Linked DNA regions of Mus musculus: regions 1, 2 and 3 are each linked to region 4. Evidence: chromatin contacts called from public promoter capture Hi-C data. All regions are on one chromosome and are shown on one strand. Each heading gives the region's core, a stretch centred on a gene start, on an enhancer-like site or on the middle of the called end of the contact. The rest is flanking DNA. Distances are from core to core; before and after follow the strand shown.

What was found. Promoter capture Hi-C pulls out the DNA fragments that hold promoters and counts their contacts.
Region 1: a promoter capture Hi-C map of pre-B cells shows a contact between it and region 4, with 2.6 times the contacts expected there. The contact joins the enhancer-like site here to the promoter of Thbs4 in region 4. A contact is called at or near these places in 5 of 39 promoter capture datasets (the C10 cell line, hippocampal neurons, liver and 2 more) and 1 of 115 datasets of contacts at active chromatin or transcription factors (embryonic stem cells).
Region 2: a contact with region 4 is called in a promoter capture Hi-C map of second pharyngeal arch cranial neural crest. The contact joins the promoter of AW495222 here to the promoter of Thbs4 in region 4. A contact is called at or near these places in 5 of 39 promoter capture datasets (the C10 cell line, cranial neural crest, frontonasal cranial neural crest and 2 more) and 2 of 9 other capture datasets (embryonic stem cells and liver).
Region 3: a contact with region 4 is called in a promoter capture Hi-C map of stem cell-derived epiblast-like cells, with 4 times the contacts expected there. The contact joins the promoter of Arsb here to the promoter of Thbs4 in region 4. A contact is called at or near these places in 4 of 39 promoter capture datasets (the HPC-7 cell line, HPC-7-derived erythroid cells, pre-B cells and 1 more).

What each region holds. Positions count from the first base shown.
Region 1 is chr13:93,387,266-93,389,965 of GRCm38.p6, forward strand. It overlaps Homer1 (homer scaffolding protein 1), which reads left to right. Exons shown (of 10, transcript NM_147176.4): 7 at 259-415. Among named protein-coding and RNA genes, the nearest start is that of Gm6109, 60 kb to the right of the region's middle. Within about 2 kb of position 1,431, at least 51 of the 459 cell types and tissues checked have an H3K27ac peak or open chromatin away from gene starts, as enhancers often do. A contact at or near this core is called in pre-B cells, where this site is marked.
Region 2 is chr13:93,717,862-93,720,561 of GRCm38.p6, forward strand. AW495222 (expressed sequence AW495222) reads right to left here and starts at 1,314. Exons shown (of 3, transcript NR_045086.2): 1 at 1,023-1,314. Dmgdh (dimethylglycine dehydrogenase precursor) reads left to right here. Exons shown (of 16, transcript NM_028772.3): 14 at 2,698-2,700.
Region 3 is chr13:93,770,334-93,773,033 of GRCm38.p6, forward strand. It overlaps Arsb (arylsulfatase B), which reads left to right and starts at 1,346. Exons shown (of 8, transcript NM_009712.3): 1 at 1,346-1,759. The coding sequence starts at 1,445.
Region 4 is chr13:92,793,411-92,796,110 of GRCm38.p6, forward strand. Thbs4 (thrombospondin 4) reads right to left here and starts at 1,408. Exons shown (of 22, transcript NM_011582.3): 1 at 1,170-1,408. The coding sequence starts at 1,263.

The DNA of each region.
Region 1 (2,700 bases), core at 181-2,680, 590 kb after region 4:
AGTGGACTTTGATTCCCTTAAACGATATCATACATTTAGGTATTATTTTTGGTTTGGGGTACAGTATATATTAACATATATCTGTGTCACACTGATCTGTTCCATCATTCTGCTAGAAGTATTTTTTGTTGTTTTAATGTTTGGGGTTGTCTTTGAAAACACTCTTAGACTATAATCCTGGTAGTAGAACTAAATATTATTGTCCATTCAGAAACAGTTCTCAGTGAAGTGATCAGTATTCTCCTTGTTGCATTTTAGTTCAGCAATCAGCAAACACTGGGAGGCTGAGCTAGCTACCCTCAAAGGCAACAATGCCAAACTCACTGCAGCCCTGCTGGAGTCCACTGCCAATGTGAAGCAGTGGAAGCAACAGCTTGCTGCGTACCAGGAGGAAGCAGAGCGGCTGCACAAGCGGGTAAGGATGGCCCTGCCAGGATTGGGGTAACTAACGGTTCTGTGGCGAAGGGAAATTTGTATGTAAATGCAGCACATGAACACCTGACATCTTCTGGGGTTATTCTTTGGTTATCAGAGAATATATATAGCTAAGTTTCAGCTTTTGCTGGTCAGACAATATTCTTCACAGTATAATGAGAGTGAAGACTGTTCAGCTTTTGAAAGCAAATGAACTGATTGTAGTTCCAGCTCTGCCACATTAGGCGCATGCCTTTGGGAACGTCTCTCTTTCAGCTCAGTACTTAATCTATAACATAGGAATAATAGATATCCTCTCTAGTTTCTTGAAAGTTAACCGAGATACTTAACTGATAGTTAGTTGTAGTAAGTTAAAAATACATTTCCCAGTGCCAGTCAGTGGTGGTGCATGCCTTAATCCCAGTACTCAGGAGGCAGGGGCAGGCAGATCTCTTTGTTTCAGGATAGCCAGATCTACACAAAGAAAACCTGTCTCAAAAATGAAAACAATTATAACAAAATACATTTTCTGTCCTAGCACAAAGGTGCTTAAAGGTATTCCTAAGTACTTGGCCGTATATGGTTGGAAGATTTCTTAAGATTGGAAGTTCAAAGCCAGCCTAGGCAACATCCTGTGCAATTCCTATGTATTTAGGGTTTTCGTGGCATATGATTATACAGATTTATTGATTTGCAGTCAGACAATAAACATTTTTAATTATCTTTTGTTTTTAGTAATAAAGGAACAATTTGAAAACTATGGAAATGTTTAAATAAAAATTAATAATATTAGAGATTTAAAATAGAAAATTAAAAATACCAATATTGCTAATAGCAGCAAGAAAACAATTTCTTAAAATTTCTCTATATTGGAAACATAGAAATGCATTTAGCTCATAGGAAGCAGATGTCACCAGTGCCCCTTTTGAAAAGGAAACCAAGTGAGTGAGCTCGGTAGACAGTAGGGAAATGGCTGAGTAGCAGAGTAGTGTTGAGTAGAGCAGGCCCAGATGGCAGATGTGTAGGAAGGAGAGGAGTAGAGCCTGGAGGACGGACTTAGAACACGATGGATATTACCCACTCCTGTGCATACAGATTAACTTTCAGTTTACCACATGAAAAAGGGTGGAGCTCTGCTTGTAATACATGAATGTACTTAGTGATACGATAATTTTTGTAGTTTTTTTTATCTCAATGGAAGCCTGCCTTACTGGCAAACCGCTGGTGGTTAATATCCACTGAAGATCAGTCATGTTTCCATGACTGTATGATCCTTTCCTAGAAAGAAGGTTTGCAGCAGTCCGCTGCATTCAACATTAAAGAATTTATAAAAAGAAGTGCACACTTCCAATTCAGCAGTCTGCAATCTTTGTTTGAGTCAGTCCACTATATATACAGTGAGGTTTTATAAAGTTTATATTATCATCAGCAGTCAGTAGATCTCTTGAATTTGTGGAACTGTGAATTTATATATCAATAGCTTGAGTTTATTTCATTTTTTTCCAAATCCTAGAGAAAAAAAAATCCTTTAGCCTCGTTCCACTCAGTCTTTTGAGGTTTCCCTGGAAAGCTTGAAGTGTTTTTAAGGTCTTGTTCATTTGCCAAGATTTCAAACTGCCTTCTCTATGGCCAGCACCACCATGGCTCAGTCCTTCCAGTGTCTGGCTTTTCTCTGCCTCCACTGCCACCACCTCCTTAATCCCCCACCCTACCCCCCACCGCCTATTTCCTGACTCTGTGTGCTCAGCTGTGGAGTCCACTAAAGATTTGTGAGAGGTCTTTTTGTCATTTAATTCCCCCAGTTTTTAGCTCTTCTAAAATGTTTGAACTCAGGAAAATAAAGCTGAAAGTTCCAGCTGGAGTCTATCAAGCAGTACAGCCATCCTGGCCAGTGCCGTTAGACAGACATGTATAAATCATTGACAGTTAGTGTGACTGCTTTAAGAGAGTGGGTTGTTTCAGTGTTTTGTTGTTGTCCTGTTTGTTGATTTTGTTCACAGGTTTTTTGTTTTGTTTTGTTTTTTAAATCTGTGGGAAAGGTTGTGACTAGCACTGAAAATCCCTTTAAGAAATTTTTAATCAAAGACAACTGTATATATTAAATAACAAAGAATTTTTTAAGTGTGTGAGCATGTCTGGGTGCATGTGGATAGAATATCTTTATGGAGTTGTGGGTAAGTATATGTTGTGGCTCCCATGTTGGGGTTTGGGGTCTGAACTCAGATTATCAGGTTTTCGTGGCAGCTGCTTTGACCTGCTGAGGTATCGTGCCAGCCCATTCCCAGT
Region 2 (2,700 bases), core at 64-2,563, 920 kb after region 4:
GCCTCTCTGCTTTCCAGATGAGCACTGACTGGGTTTGGGGGTAACGTTTATTCTGCCTTAATTCCCCCTGCTTAGTGGTGAACCCCAGACATTTTCTGGCAGGCACACGCCAGAGGATCTGAGTATCACCTCTCACATCCTTGCTTTCCCTCTGTTACGTTTCATTTCCCTCTCACAATCATCCTTAGGCGAACTAATGTCCTTTTCTTTTGAGGGACAGGGACAGTGGTCCCGTGTGTGTGGGTCTAGTCTTCCCCACCAGTGGGAATCAAGAGCTTCTCTGTGTACAATTGTTAACCACTTACACAACATTTTTATATGCATTGATTCTGCTTTGCTTCTGTCTTAGTTTCCTTCCTGTTTCTGTGGGGGAAAAAAATACCCTGACAGAAGCGAATTCAGGGAGAAAGGGTTTCTTTCAGTTCACAGGTCCAGGTTACAGTCCTTCAGAGTGGGGAAGTCACAGTGACAGTGGCTTGAGAGAACTGGTCATGTCACATCCATAGTCTAAAATGATTGCAAGCCCCTGGACAGCTGCTAACTGGCTTCCTGCACTTTACCCAGGATCCCCTGCCCAGGGAATGTGGTGTCCACAATTATGAAGGGTCTTCCCACATTGACTGTTGTCATCAAGATAAAGCCCCTATGCGCGTTCCCAGAAGCCCTTGTTCTATGACTTAGCTTTACCACGACTCTTATTTTGCATACATTCACTGGGTTCATTGAGCCCCCAACATCCAGATTCCTGTGACCAGGGTCCTATTTACCTTGTGGGAGAAACAAAACCCTAACTTTTACAGAGAACTGACGTTTTAGGGGCCATTGTAAACATGAGCTTCCGAGTGGGGACTCTGGGGTTTAAATCTATCCTTTACTTAACTCTTGGCTGGCTGGCCTGCTCTCTTATAAAATGGAGTATTTATCCTAAAGAATCAGCGCAGACGTAGAGATGGTTAGTAATGAGCCGAACAAACACACTATACAGTTAATTTCTAGGTTAACCTGAGAGCTCAGGTACTTACCCTTGGGCCTTCTCATTGATGCAAGCTTGCAGGAAGCCGGTCCTGCCTGCTGCAGCGAACTCAAGTTTACAGCCAGGACTCAGGCAAGGCCAGCTGCCCTCAGAAAACAAAACAAATTTGTCCCCATGCTCAGGAAAAAGGACAGAGAAGCCACCCCTTGAGAGTTAAACATCGCTGTATTCTAGCCTCAATTTTTCTGATGTTTTTGGTTTTTTTGTTTTTCCTTCTGCTTCCTCTCCCTGGGCTCCATTTTAGGGTCCTCTTTCCCAACAGTGCCAGAGCGCCCTCTAGTGCAGAAACATCGGCGAAGTCGCTCTGTTTCCCTGAAAAAAAAAATCTCTAATTTTGGCAGACTGAAAAATAATTTCAGAGTAACTCAAACTAATTTAGGAAATATGAGAACACTTTTATGTGGTGTAAAGTAGTCTTACGTTTATCTAGTTTATGTCGACTCTTTGGGAGGTTAGAGCAGGCAGTTCTCATTCCCATAAAGAAATGAACAACAAAAAACCCGACTTCCAGAAAGGTCCTCTGCTCATTAACACTTAACTGAGTACATCGAGGTATTCTGTTCCCATTTCTATACATTTAGCAGTTCCTCCTGAGTTCATCTCTTTCATTTCCCCTCAGTTCTCATCGTATAAATTAGAATCTTCAAAAACCCCTTAAAAACAAAACAGTGATAAAAACCCCCTAACTTCATTCAGGTTTAGAACTAAATATTGGATTTCCCCTGAATTGATGCATCCTATCTCGAGTCAGCTAGTTCTGAGCTTTAATCCTCCCTTCCCGTTTTCTTTCTAGAACTCTGCAAAAGCCAGTGTTCTGTCACCTGCTTTCCCCTCTTTACCCCCATTCATGGCTAAATGCAAGCTAAGCAAAGTTACTTGTTACTTTTTTAAAAACACAATTATGTAATTAAAATTATTACATAACATACATGAGATTCTTGTTTGTGAAACACCATGTACTAGCCTTCAAATATTTATTAAGGTAAAAGATCGGAGGCCAGAGAGATGGCTCAGTGGTTAAGAGCACTGTGTGTGCTTCTCCTGCAGAGAAGCAGAGGTCAGTTCCCAGCATCCTCGATGGGCAGCCCCGTTACTTCAGTTCTGGGAGAGCACACCTGCACACACCCACACGCAGACATGAACACATACATGTACACGCAATGAAAACAGATAAATTCATTAACACCTTTAAAATAAAAGAGCAGTGGAAACCAACCCAATGTTCAGTCTCTGTGTTTGCCATATTTAAAAATAACAGCATTTGCCAAAGGCTTCATTTGAATGGAAAATACTGCTTCAGAGACTAGTCCATAATTGGTCTTTTAAAGAATCTTTACTCAAAAACCATCCAGTGTCCTTAATTCTGGGGAGACTAATATAAGAAAGTGATGTCTCTGTTTCTATCATTGTTATGCATCAGCTCAAGGTGGGAGCCAGTGTTTGCCAGTATTTGCTGAGTGAAGGTAATGGGTTTGTTTCTGTTTTAGTAATCTCTTCATCTCCCCTCGCCCTGTACTTGCTGGGAGTGGTGGTGAACTCCTTTAATCCCCTACCTGGAGGAAGAGGCAGGCAGATCTCTCTGAAGTCCTTTTAAGGACAGCGCAGTTCTTCAGTGAACCAAATTAGCAGGCTCACCTGGGATTCAAAACCTGTTTCCCTTCCAGATG
Region 3 (2,700 bases), core at 96-2,595, 980 kb after region 4:
TGCTTATCAAGGGCAGGGAAAACCTGGACCTTGGCCTGGGACTGTAATCCCAGTTCTGTCAGTGGGAGATGAAGAGGCAGGAGGACAGAGAGCTGGAGGAGCTATCCTGGGGTACATAGTAAGCACCTGCTTAAAAACAAAAAGGAGAGGACTATAGAAAACAATTATGGAGTAGAAGAATATGCAGAGACCACACTATCCCCAACACAAAAGCGAACAAACAACTCTTCTAAGATATTGTTTTTGGGTTTAAAAATGCCAAAATTTAAAACTTTCTGGCTATATTTTACTAAGGATAAGTAGTAGTTATCTACTTCAAAGAAAACTCTTATGTATGTTAAGAGGGAAACATATATTCAAGGATAATCTTTTTTTAAAAAGGAAAATTTTGGCCGGGCGTGGTGGCACACACCTTTAGTCCCAGCACTCGGGAGGCAGAGGCAGGCGGATTTCTGGGTTCAAGGCTAGCCTGGTTTACAAAGTGAGTTCCAGGACAGCCAGGGCTACACAGAGAAACCCTGTCTCAAAAAAAAAAAAAAAAAAAAACCACACACACACACAAAAGAATTTTTTTACTCTCACACAAATCACAAATGCAGAAATGAATACATCATGTGATTTCATCTAATTTATTAGTGAGAAACCGATAAGAAATTAAAATTGGTTATAAGGAACAATACCACAAACGCCCATCAGCCAACCGCATGGAAGTCAGTTGAGTACATCAGCAATAATTACTTTTCAAGGGTATCATTCATCCAGAGCTTCTAAAGCTGTAAAGTAACTCCCACGGACTCGGCCTCAGCCAGAGAGGGTGTGTCCTTCAGGCAGCGCACATTTTTTCTCTCTCCACCTAACAGTTATCACTCATCTCTAGACATTGAGTAAGCAAGTAGACAGTCTTAGGTGGGCATACCCCGAATGTCTTGAAATGAAACTTCACCATTTCATTTTAGATTCTGGGCAGACAGAATGAATGTGTTTGGCCCACTGATGATGGGAAGGAAGTGGCTTCATGGGTACACACTGCACAAAGGAATCTGAAACACCATCTGCACCACCTCTCTTCTCTCATCTGTAATGGTCCAAACCATTACAGGGTTTCTTCTGGGGATAAAAGGAGCGCTAACTATAGTGCTTAGCTGTCAAGTTTGCGGCTAGATTTAATCAGATAAAGGTTGTGAAACAGCTTTGGAACTTGTGGCTCTCGAGTTCATGGCTAAAATAAAGAACGGGCCTCTGGGCCTTGGAAGGACCGGCTGAGTTCGCCCGCGCGCTCTGTGCGGCTCCTCCCCCGGCCCCCGCGGGAGGCGGAGGCCGTGGACGCCGGCCCTCCCCAGCCCGCGGCCCGCCCAGGTGGATGAAATCTTGCTGGGGAGCCCGGCCGCTCAGTTCCCGATTCTGTCGGGGGTGCCCGCAGCACGGGCTCTGCAGGCTGCTAAGGATGGGCAAGCTTAGCCCGTGCACTGGCAGGAGCCGGCCTGGAGGTCCCGGGCCGCAGCTGCCACTCTTGCTGCTGCTGCTGCAGCTGCTGCTGCTGCTGCTGTCGCCGGCCCGGGCCTCCGGAGCTACCCAGCCTCCGCATGTGGTCTTCGTGCTGGCGGACGACCTGGGCTGGAACGACTTGGGTTTTCACGGCTCGGTCATCCGCACGCCGCACCTGGATGCGCTGGCGGCCGGCGGCGTGGTCCTGGACAACTACTACGTGCAGCCGCTGTGCACGCCCTCGCGGAGCCAGCTGCTCACCGGCCGCTATCAGGTACTAGGCGGCCTCCAGCCCCGCGTGACCCCGCGAGCCCGCCAGCTCAGTCGGACCGCGCTCGACAACCCTGGCTTCCCCAGGCTGCTGCCTAGGGCCACTGCGCATGCCTGACTTCCTCCTGGTGGCCGAAGGCAGGAGTGGCTTTCGTTTTCTCTAGGTCAGAGGAGAGCGGGGTTTCTGGGATCTCGAGGTGCTGTGTCTGTGAACCCCCAAAGAGAAGGATAGACGAGGTCCTGAGGAGAAAGGATGGAGAAGAAAAGGGAGGCCCAAGGAGCTCCAGAGGGCCATTAAAGTGAGAGGCTGCACTGGGACGGACCCTAGTGACTGACGCGGTGTGTCATAGATCAGGAGTGACCTACTTGAGCCAGGAGGATAGGAAGCCATGTAGATGGGAGTTTCAGAGATTAATTTAGAAACACTAAAAAGACTTGGGATTGTTGACAAGGGACGCATCACCCGAAAAGCCTTCAGTGAATGAGCGTGGGGGTGGGGTATGTGAAAGATCTTAAGCTTTCTCTCAGCCCCTGTTGTACCTGGGAGTCAGGCCACAGGTGAGATAAGGTGCACCCCAGGCTCCTATATCTTTCCTTTACTAAGTTACCCCCTTGCCTATAACTATGCATATGTCAACAACGTGGAAATTCCAGCACCCACGCTCAGATCCTCCGCTGTGCATGGCTAACAATGGAAGTCATTTCCAGGTTCTCCGTACCCCTACAATGAAAATAAGGGTGCTGATATTTCTTCTACCTTTGAGGGTGAATCCAGCCCACATGAGTCTCTTCACTGCCCCTTTAGAGAGTATGTCCCCCACAGAGTATGTGTATGTTAAATGACTGGGAACAGTAAGAACGTATCTTGTAGTGTTTTTATTGTACTGAAACGTTTTTAAAAACCACTTTATGAGGTAGTTATCTTGAACGCCCTTTACAGGCGAG
Region 4 (2,700 bases), core at 158-2,657:
TTGAATACCTGCTCATTCAGGGCTAGCAGCCTGGCCCAGAGGGAGAAGGAGATAAGTGAATTAAATCAGTTGAGCTGCTGATTGCCGACTTGATAATTCTATAAAAGAATCTGCCAGACACCTGACTTAATCAGATTGTCTGCAGAAACTAAGTTAACAGGATAAGTTAGGTTATATCACTTGAATGCAAGTCTTCACTGTCTGGTCTAAAGAAGTAGAATCCAAACCTAACCTACACCACTAAGTTGTGTGCTCCAATGTCAAGAATTTATATAACAGAAGATATTATATAACAGAAAATAACCTCTGGACTGTTGGGTGCAGTGGGTGGCCACTGTGGTGGCATGAAGGGAACACAGACTGCCTGCTCAGCGTGCTTTGCTCAGCCTCGGGAAGGAAACCTTTTTCTCCTCCTGTGCTGCTTCTGGCTTTCCTCATTCTCGTCCATAGTAAACCAATCCAGGTGCCCAGTGTCACGAGGAAGGCCAATGTGCACAGCCTGCCCGAGCCCCGAGATCCTTCCTGGCTGTAGTAATTGCTTCCTTGTGGTCTTTATACGAAATTTTGCTTAGCCGTAAGTGCTTTCTACCTGAAAATTATTTCAACTCCCTGTCAAATATTGAATTTTTTTTTTTTTTTTTTTTTTTTGCCTCTTCACAGAAAAAGATCGATTTCTAAAGAGTCTCAAGTAACCACACTGAGTCCGGGGGAGGGGGGGAGCTAACCTTTGATTGTAAGAAGCACGGAAGGCGGGTGGAGCAAAGCAGCATTGCTCACGGGTGGTGCCACTTGGTGCCAGGGCTTCCCTGAGAGAAGGGACTGGAGGGAACAGACACTGGTCTTCAGACAACCAGGATTTCAACCCCTGCCAGAGGACCAATGACCCTGTGGCACATTCTACAGTGAATGATGAAAACTAGTTTGCACCCCCCTCCAAACTATAGTTTAAGGAATTGGTCCTGTGGTTGGGTAAAGGAATTGGAGAAAATTCTAGACTTTCCTCATCACTTTCAATAACGATGTACTTCCATTCTGGTCCCGGAGGAACAGAGAGGTGCATGGCAAGGCCTCAGGAGCCCAGGCAGAGCAGTGCAAAACTGGCCCCTCTAGGTGATCTCAGGACAGCAACAGTTAGCTGGATGCAAAGGGGACCAAAGGAAGCCACTTACCCTGGGGTGTGGCCTGGGCGCTCGTCCGCTGCCACGGCTGCAGGACCAGGTGCAGCAGGAGGAAGGCGGCCGCGGCCGCGCGTGGGGCCGGCATGGTGACTCTTCTGCTCCCTGAGGGCTGTGCAGGCGACAATGTGGCGTGGCTTTGCCGGCGTAGGGCGCTGTTTGCTGGCCTCGGGCAGTGAGCGCGCAGGTGGCGGGCAGGGCAGTGCGCAGCCGTCGGAGGGGCGCTGGCTGCTGGGCTCCGCGGCCGCAGCCCGCGCTTTATGGTCCAGCCGCCCGGGGGGCGGGGGGGGGGAGGGTGCGGGGGAGGACCGAGTCAGGGCGGCCCCCTTGGCCAGGATCCCCCATTTGCCAGGAAGAGCGGGGACGGCGGGAACCGGGAGCGTGGGCCACCGAGGGAAACGCTGGTGTGGAGACCAGACGGAATGGAATGAGGTGGACAGTGGGAAGGGGTGGGCAGACACAGAAGTGTGCTGAGGAAGGGACAGAGGTTGGGCAGAGAGGGCCACAGCGGAGGAGGCCTCTTCTGGTCCCCTAGCCTTGAGCACCTCTATGCTTTTCCCTCTTACTTTTTATGTTATTTAGAGAAACATCACTTGGACGTGTCTCTAAATACTTTAATTGCTTTCCCAACTGGTCTTGACTGCTGATTCCCCCACAGGATTTGTGTATTTCTACAAGCTTTCCTTGAACAATTGAAATGATGAATTTTTTTTTTTCCACCAAGTTTTGAGACAGAAAGAGTGATAAGTGGAAAGGATTGATTTATTTATTTATTTATTTATTTATTTATTTATTTAATGCGGGGGTGTTGGAAATAAAAATGTCGCAAGGTATCCACGCAGACAGTTAGGCAGAGATGGAGATACTGAGTCTCATGGATGATTTACTTCAGGCCAGTTTGCAAAAGGGCTGTGCACCCACCTTGGGCAGCACAACACTTTCTAAAGGTTCAGTTTGAAGCTATGGGGTTAGGAAGACAAAGCAGGGGCACTGGAGTGGCCCCTCTTCCTCCCAGGCAGAGCCCTCAGAGGGTGTCATGGATTAACTAAAGGGAAAAACATTTGAAAAGCGGCAGTAAAAATATTCCCTGTGTAACAATCCCCACCAGTGCAGAGGGCTTCAGAGGATTTCTAGACCTATCTCATCTGTATTCTCAAAGCATTCCATTTGTAGAAGCTATCTACCACCAGCTGGGTGGTTAACCCACCATTCTATCTCCAATCCCTCTCCACTCCTGATTGTGTTTACAGCTAATAAGTCGAAGATCTGAGCTGTCCTCTCAGCAATCTTCTCTTTGGTGTCTAATAAAGGCCTCTCTGGGCATTCTGTAATGTTGTTTTATCTAGTGCATTAGGCAGAATGGGTCACCATATGCCTATCAGTTAGAACTGAAAACACACAAAAGGGGCAGGTATGCGTCCCTATGCAATAATGAGATGGATCAGACTTTGGAATATTTTCTCCAGGTTTCCGAACTGAGTCTCAAGGTTAGAGGGGTGGAGGGCTCTAGCCTATGCTTTAGACA